Regions from separate parts of the Arachis hypogaea genome. Here region 1 is linked to region 2. The links are chromatin contacts, called in public Hi-C maps. All regions are on one chromosome and are shown on one strand. The core of a region is the stretch at or near the end of the contact, and the rest is flanking DNA. Distances in the headings are between cores, read along the strand shown. Region 1 overlaps LOC112784258 (auxin transporter-like protein 1). Region 2 has its middle 22 kb from the start of LOC112788072.

Region 1 (4,339 bases), core at 666-3,165, 330 kb after region 2:
ACTATAGTTTGCTTTTCTATTACTCTACTCTTTTGTTTTCCATTTAGTTTGCTCGTGGTCATATATGGTTACTTTTTATTTTAGGATTTATTAATGCAATGAACAATTTTCACATTTAATTTCATTTCATGTTTGATTTTCTTCAATTAATTATCAGTTTTAAAATTGTCTTTTATTAATTTATTTAAATTATCATGTCTTCCATCTACTCCCTTTACATGTTTGTGAAAATAGCATTCATGCTAATGGAGTAGAGCTTCCAACTTGGCTTTGGAGTTGATTAATAGAAAACTCTTGAGTTAGAAAACTCAAGTATTAATCTGTAATTGGAATTGCTGGCTAACTCAGTTTTCACTAACTCTAATCCTTCTTTGTGAAGCGATTAGGACTTGTGAATTAGAGTTAGTATTAGTTACTTGACTTTCCTTTATCAGTTAGAGGATAACTAAGTGAAAACAGCAACCTTTTACTATTATACTTGGAAAATTCAACAAGGATAAAAACTCCGATTAATCTTCTCCTTGCCAAGGCCTTTTATTTCAACTATCTAATATCTCTTGTCATCATTTGCTGCTTTAATTGATCGCCATTTATTTTTTCCGTTCTCAACCTTAAAAATTTTTCGAAAAATTCCTAATCAATAATTTACACTGCTGTGTCAACTCTTTGAGAAACGACCTGGGAATTTCACTCCCAGTTAATCATTCTTAAATTGTGACATCTTCTAAATTGACAGTGAAAATCTCGTTGGTTAAGACTGTACTCACAATGCAGTTTTTACTAGAAATTCTTAACCGACATTTTTTCACCCGTCATTATTCTAAATTTTTACAAAAAGAAATTCGTAAGTTTAATACTCACTTCTTTTAATTCACATTAAATTTTTAAATACATATCATATAATATATTAGAGATACAGATAAAATAGGATAAGATATATTTTAAACTCATATCCACAAGTAATCCACAGCAAATTAGGTAAACAAGATAAATAAACCTATTTAATTGAAATGAGTCGGATTAAATATTTACGAATAAGATATATATATTACTAGAATACTAGCCTTAGATGTGAGGTGCATATATAATTGAAGCACCATTTGGGCAATAAAAAACTGGTGATCAAACAAAAGCTATAAAAAATGGGCTGTTATATACATGAACAAAATTTGCCCTCAATAGAGAATATGGGCAACAATCTCATACTATTGGATGCTAGTTCTGATAACATGTTAAAAATGATATATGTATATTTACCATGTGTATTTACTATGTACATGATATGATTAAAGGTCAACTTATTTATAGGCCTAAACAATGCCCAAAAAAAAAAATAAAAAAAAAAAGAAAAGGATAACCGCTTAATATTTAAATTTAAATATAAATACTAATTTAATAATACTTTAATACTATTCCAACAAAAATAAAAAAAATAAATATAAGAAATTAATTTTTAACAAATTAACATTAGTAAATTCTTTTATATAAAATTACATTTTTAATCCTTATTTTTATTAGAATTTAAAATTTATAATTTATAATTTATAATTTAACTTAAAAAATTAGCTAATATTAAAAAAATTAATTTCTTAGTTGATCTCGATATAAAGATAAAAATAATAATAAACTAAAGCAACAGTGATAAGATTAAGTTTTTTTTTTTTTTTTTTTTTTTTTTTTTTTTGTGCAAGATAAGATTAAGTTCAAAGCGACAAACGCCAACTCATCCTTATCAATAATACTCCAATAACCCTTTTAGGCTTTTAGCTTATGAAGTCATGAGCTTCCATTTTGAGTTTGTCCATCAATCATGTAACAAAACTCCTCTTTATTTTTCACTTTAAATGGACTTGCTAGCCATGTGAGGCAAATTCACTGCAACACTCCTACTCAATTTTGTTTATATCATTCAACAAAAATTGTAGGGCCTAAACAAAAAATAGTAGGGCCCACACAAAATCATGCAAAGCTCTATCACTATTAAATGATTATATTAGTCATTTAAAGGGCCGGAAAATATTATTAGAAAATTTCGTGCATGTCTTTACTTTGATTTGATTTTGTTGTCCCTATTTCTAGGTACAATAAGTTTTATAATTAATCATAATCATTCACCATAATGTATCTATGTTATGAAAATTTATTCAAAAGACATAGCTAGGATAATATAGTCCTATGCTTTTTAACTTAGTGATACATAGTAATAGTATGATTTTTGGAAGGTAGGATTTTTGGTGGGCATTGATAGCATTTGGCAAAAAGCCCAAATGTGTCCACTTGCTTGATGAAATTTGTCATGCTGGCCCACCCTCCAAACCCAAAGCCCAGTACAAAAACCCATACTACCACAAATGCGTTGACTATGTACATCACTGTCCAATTAGGGATGAACCATGGCAATTTCTCTGCAGCATTCTGTTCACAAAAGACCAAAATATCATCAATTAAAAATAAGAAAAATTATAAAAGAAAGATCCTTGAAAAATTAGTAAGCTTGTTTGTTAATTGTTGATACTTGATAGTCAGAAGTAGTGCAAATGTAGTAGCTAACTTGCTGGCATGAATGCCTGTTTGGACTTAGGATGGGATAGTAATCTAGTATAGTGATGTGACTACTATGTAGGGTCACTTTAAGGAGTTAGGTTTAGACATGATCCAACCCATTGTTAAAAGTGTTATTTTACTTGGGGAATATTTACCGGTGTTTCACTTATTTTAGTCATTAATCTCAATTATATATATAATATGACAGAAATTAATGGTTAAAACAACTAGAACGCTTAATTATGTGATACACTTGAAATTTTCCTATTCTTCCACTTGAGTCGATTCACTCTCCCATCATAAGATAAGGTATCTGACTTAATTGATGTAGGTTCAATACCCAATCAAACGAAATCTATATCAGATTTCTTAAAAGAGTGATTAGCGAACCTAGCTTATGGTTAGGGTTAGGTCACTAGTGGTATTAAAGATTATAGCATATAACTATCTAAATGACAAAGAAATGACACTAACCATATCTTGTCTCATAATTTTCCAAATTCGGATATGATAGAAAATAGAAATAGTGGGATTGGGACTTATACCGTCTTGGACATAGAAAGTCCGTTGCAGGTTAAAAATAGTGAAGCTGGAATCATATCCTCGAAATACATACACACCGCACCACCAAAAGAGTATTAAGAACACATTTATATCCTTAGATCTGGTCAACCAATTGGAAGTCATGGATTCCCAACGTACTCCTCTTTTTATTTATTTATTTGTTATTGTTATTATCTTAGTCCTCTCTATAGCTAGCTTTTTTGCTTTAAAGATTAATGTGGGTATCACATCAAACAAACACAACCTAAATTTATTATATTGTCAAAGAAATTTTCTTTTTGGGCAATACTAAAAGATTAAATTATACTAAAATTTGAGTAATTTGACTAATTTCTCTTGAAGTCAAGTCATATTACACATGATATCTTTTCATTGGATGGAGTAATATTTTATGAAGTATAATAGTGCTAAAGTTTTTTTCTTTTGTTTCTCACAATATCTAATCTGCACACATATGAGTATCTCTAATATTGCTTAAATAAACGAGTGAGTTAACTGATTGAATGTTCAACCAACCCAAATTAATTATAATAGAGCTAAATGTTGTATATAACCCTACTCTCAAAATAATTTTGTATAATTTCTCATATAAAAATGTTGTAAGGAGTCAGAGGTCAAATAAGCCCTTTGACGGACATAAGTCAAGTTAGTTCCTTGGAGGATTTAATTTATTAAAATGTGGGAGCAAAGTGAACATGAAGTGGTAGACACAAAAAGGTAAGGATTTGTGTTTTACCTGTCTAGAGGAGGCAGACTTGAAAGTGAGCATATGGGCAGAGGCAGGAATGATGTAGACAGTGAAACTGACCAAGAGAGCACCCACAGCTGAGTTTATGGGCCCAAAGAATGGGAAGATTATTGCCAGAAACCATATTGGTATTACCACTGGTAACCTTGCTAATGCCCTCAAACATATGCTCTTTGTGTCATGCATCCCTATCACTTTTTCCCACACAAAATACAATGGCGTACAGGCAAATCCAAATGTGATGAACTGTCTCAATTATGCATAGGTTAGTAAGTACCCCCATTATAACATTAAGTTACAAGCATATGTGTTATATTATTTATACTTTAATAATTTGTTACTAAAGCCCTTGCCTTGCTAGGCCTCATTAGTTCCCTCTTTTTTTTTTTTCCTCTTTTTTTTTTTAGCATTTTAAATGCTCTTCTTGTAGAACTTTTCGTAAGGAAGGAAACTAAAAACAGTAAAAATACAACTTTATTGTTT
Region 2 (4,344 bases), core at 176-2,675:
AAAAATAAAAAAGTATTTGAATATATATATATATATATATATATATATATATATATATATATATATATATATATATAATGCCTATTAATAAATAGATGAGTGAACTGACCACCCAACCAATCAAAAAAAATTAAAAGACACTTTATAAAGAAGTAATAAAATGAAAGGTAAGTGATACCAGATAATCCACAACTCAGCAAGTGTATCGAATCGCATCAAGTAATATTACGGTGAGTAAGTTATCATTTCCACGAAAATCAATGGATTAAGCAATAATGATTAATTAATTAGTCTAATTAGACAATTCATAATTAAATGAGGATTAATCAAAGAACATAAGTAGAAAACTAAATAACTTGACAATAAAATAAATGAACTAGAAATGAAATAACTGGAAATAGAAATGAAATAACAATAAAACTCATAAAGGAATTAAGAACATAAGCAGTGAATTAATCTCAATTCCAGAATTAAATAATGAACTAAAGACAAGCAGTAATAATCAACTAAATAAGATAAGATGAGGGAGAATGTTAAGGATTAGAAATGTTAAATTTTTTGGATCACTGAATCTCACCTTTATCTCAATCATGCAATTGAATCCCAATTTCTTGGTGATTCAATTTCTCTTAACCTAATTAATTACTAATTTCTTGATTAATTACTCATGAGAAGAGATGAAGTACATTCTCTAACTACACAATTTTTAAGATCTAAATCTGGTTGATTCAATGTCACTTATCAAATCCAGATTCAAAACCATAAGTATTAAGAGAGAGAATAGTCAAGCTCAATTTTCATGATTCAATTTTTCAAGTGATCATGAAATTCAAATAAGATTCAAACTATTTTCTAATAGATTTGAATCCTTGAAATGAAGAACGAACATTCTCTCTTAAAAAATAATGCATAGATTAATTAGAAATGAAATAAAAATTAATCTATTAGAAATAATAGAGCCTTCTCCTCAACAAAGGAGAATTAGTGCCTCATAATTGAGAGCACAAAATAAAAATACAAAGAAAGAAAATGAAAGCAAAAAAAATGAAAAGAAAAGTGTGTGTAGTGAAGTGTCTCCCTTTCTTCCCTTTTTTTTTTCAGTGTTATCTCAATTCCTATTTATAACCTATTCTAAATTACAAATTCAAATGTAAATTCAAGTTAAATTCAACTCCAATTCCACTTGATCTCATGGGTTTGTGAAGTTGAGGAATTAGTGAAGCAATTGGAAGCTTGAAGAATTGATGAATTAATAAAGAATTTGGAGCACTGAAATTTGGGCTTATTATTATCCGTTGTACACCAAGAAAGCCACGTCCAAAAGCAATCTCATTTCTCTAAGTTTTGGGCCTCTGTTGGATTTGTCGTTGGATGCCAAGAGTGCCGTTAAATGACATGCTTCCTACTCCAAAAATTGGCCTTTGTTGAAAGTTGGCGTTGGACGGCCCATCATAGCAGTTGAAGCTCCCCAATTAGCCTCTGCCTCATTCTGCCATTGGATGCCCAATAATTGCCATTGAACGACATATTTTCTATTCTAGAAAATTGTCCTTTTTTGATTCCACCGTTGAACATCTAGGAGTGTCGTTAAATGGCATGTGCATGCTTCCAAACATTGGCCCAAATTGGCTTGTTTGTGGCGTGCTTTCAATGCACGAGAAAGTTGTGTTGGACTCATGTCAACTATAGACTATTATATATTGTTAGAAATATCTGGAAGTTAGCTTTCTAACGCTATTGAAACTGCTTAATCTGGACCTTTCTAGCTCAAGTTATGTCCTTTGGAGTATAAAGAGGTTAGGGTTGCCAGGCATCTCATGCTAGACAGCTCTTATTTGGTGTTGGACAGCAAGCTTTGACAGGGGTTTTATTTGGTAGAGAATTTGTGTTGAACTAATGTCAACTATAAAGTATTATATATCGTTAGAAATCTCTAGAAGTTAACTTTCTAACACCATTGGAACTACTTCATTTGGACCTCTCTAACTCAAGTTATGCCCTTTGGTGTATGAAGAGGTTAGGGCTGCCAGCATCTCATGTTGGACGGCTCTTATATGGTGTTGGACGACAAGATTTGATAGGGGCTTCATTTTGTTGAATTTGAGCTTCAAAGTGTGGCCAAGGGCTTCTAATTGTGGCCAAGGCTTGTTATTTGAATCATAAGCTTCTTTAATTCTATTGATCCTTGTTTTTGTGCTTTTGTTCCTCTTTTTCTAATCTTTTTCTACAAAGATCATAAGAATCTTAATCAAAATCAGGAAATTACTAACTTTATTCAAAGAAATATAACTAAAAACATTTAAAGATGCTCATGCATCAGTAAGTTTACAAAATTATTACCAGCAAATCCTTTGAGTTGATGAAGTGTCTATATTATGACCAAGGCAACTAGACCAACTAAGCAATAATTAAGTAAATCGTATTAATAATTAATCTAAGGCATGAATTGAGAATGCCAAGTGGTAATATTTAAGGGTTATATAAAACCATGGAGGAATATTTCTAACATAGTAAAGTCGAAGCCTAATAGAGGAGAACGTCAATAAGGGCATCTTTAGAAAAATTGGAAATAGTGGAAAGATTTTGTTTTAGAAGGACTTTCAGATTGTGTTTTGGACTCAACCTTGGCCTCGTTTGGGATTCTCGGCATCGACCTACCTCGGTAGCCCATCTAAAAGGGTCTCTAGGCTCAAAGAAGGTCAACGATAACTTAATATCAATTTTGATGCTGTATTACTAACTTTTCATAAATGAAAATGGAAAAAATCACGATGATCCCCAAGATTAGGAGATCCTAACAGATTCCCCCAGTCAATATAAGAGCGATCACTCCGCTCCTTCTAGGTATGAACATAACCCTAATGTCCCTCACCTCTTTGAATATTCTTTGAGTTGAGCATTAGAGTGTCATTGCAGGTACCACCCCCACCATCTTCCGGTCACTGTCTGATGTTGGAGTTGCTGGTCCCAATTTTCATCATCTTGTTCTCGATAAGCTTACGAACATTGGTACTGTCTATAGGGACTGACACTATAACATGGGATAGACGACAAGCCCCTCCCGTTTGTGAATGAAGTTGAGGATAGAGAGGACTACATTCCTCAGCCAATCCTTAGGGTTGCTAATGGTGCTTGCATTCCTCGTGTTGTTCATACCAGCGTGACCCTGAGTCACAGTTAAAACTCACACATGCCCTCGAGTCAAAGACCGTTTCGAGGTATGGGGTCAAGCATTAGTCATATCATCCAAGAACTCAAGCACCGACTTTAGAATCTGAGGAGAGAAGTGGCGCACGAGACTGATTTCAACCGCAATCAACTGACGAGGCGTATTCCAGGTCGGGCGAACGGACAAGTAGGAGCTCCCAATCTTCGACACCACAAACAGGCTGTAGAAAAGGGGGTAATGATTAGAATCAGCATTAGGACCGCCAATACGGCAAGGATGATAGGTCTCGGAGTTACATCTTATGTACCTAGGGAGGCGAACTTAACAATGGGCCCCTACGAAAAAGAAGAGGTGACGAAATGAGCTCATGGTAATGGGGTCAACCTGGTGCAAAATTTCTAACCACAACTTACCGGCACGTGCACTGGGTCATACCAAGTAATAAACTCATGTGAGTGAGTGTTGATCCCAAGAGGATTAACAGACTAAGCAAACAATGGTTGATTAATTGTTCTAGCTAGACAAGTTGAAATAGGAGTTTTGAATAGCAAATAGCATAAAAGACAGTAAATTAAGAAAAGAGAATAGTGAATAGTTGAGAAAGCGATATGAGAATAGAGTTAAGGCTTTGGAGATGTTTAGATGTCTGGATTAATATTCAATGTCAACTACTTTGATCATGTAATGATTAAGTTTATGGCAAACCCTAAGTGCATGAATTCCTATTCCTAGGCAATCCAATCTCCTCTAATCTAACCAACCGTCAATTCCTTGATCAATCAGTTGTATTAGAAGGTTAAGTTCAAAATCCGATTCATAAGCCATACAATCCCTAAGAACCCAAAGATGATACAATTATATGTCACGTATCACATTAAATCCAGACAATTAAGGAGTTGTGAGAAAGGACTTCAAGCTTTAATTCTAGTGATGTAACTTTTCCAAGATCCAAAAGAATTCAATTTAGATAAGAGTTATTTTCCAATACACACTAATCCATAGGATGAAGAACGAAACCATATTTTTAAACATAAATCAATGCATTAATCAAGAGTAGAAGAACAATTAATTATTAATCCATCAAAATAAATAGATCTCCTAACCTTAACAATGGAGGTTTAGTTGTCCATAGTGCAGAAAATTGGAATCCTCATGTAGAAAATTGAAATCCTAAT

Evidence for each region. Hi-C and Micro-C count contacts between places; a contact is called where the count stands out from the background.
Region 1: a contact with region 2 is called in a Hi-C map of leaf, with 4 times the contacts expected there. The contact joins two enhancer-like sites. A contact is called at or near these places in 2 of 8 Hi-C or Micro-C datasets (leaf and an unstated tissue).

What each region holds. Positions count from the first base shown.
Region 1 is chr20:36,414,931-36,419,269 of arahy.Tifrunner.gnm2.J5K5, forward strand. LOC112784258 (auxin transporter-like protein 1) reads right to left here. Exons shown (of 9, transcript XM_025827413.3): 8 at 3,845-4,102; 9 at 1,989-2,415. The coding sequence ends at 2,188. Among protein-coding and RNA genes, the nearest start is that of LOC112784258, 6.3 kb to the right of the region's middle. Within about 2 kb of position 1,916, at least 2 of the 3 cell types and tissues checked have open chromatin away from gene starts, as enhancers often do.
Region 2 is chr20:36,080,611-36,084,954 of arahy.Tifrunner.gnm2.J5K5, forward strand. No RefSeq gene overlaps it. Among protein-coding and RNA genes, the nearest start is that of LOC112788072, 22 kb to the left of the region's middle. Within about 2 kb of position 1,426, at least 3 of the 3 cell types and tissues checked have open chromatin away from gene starts, as enhancers often do.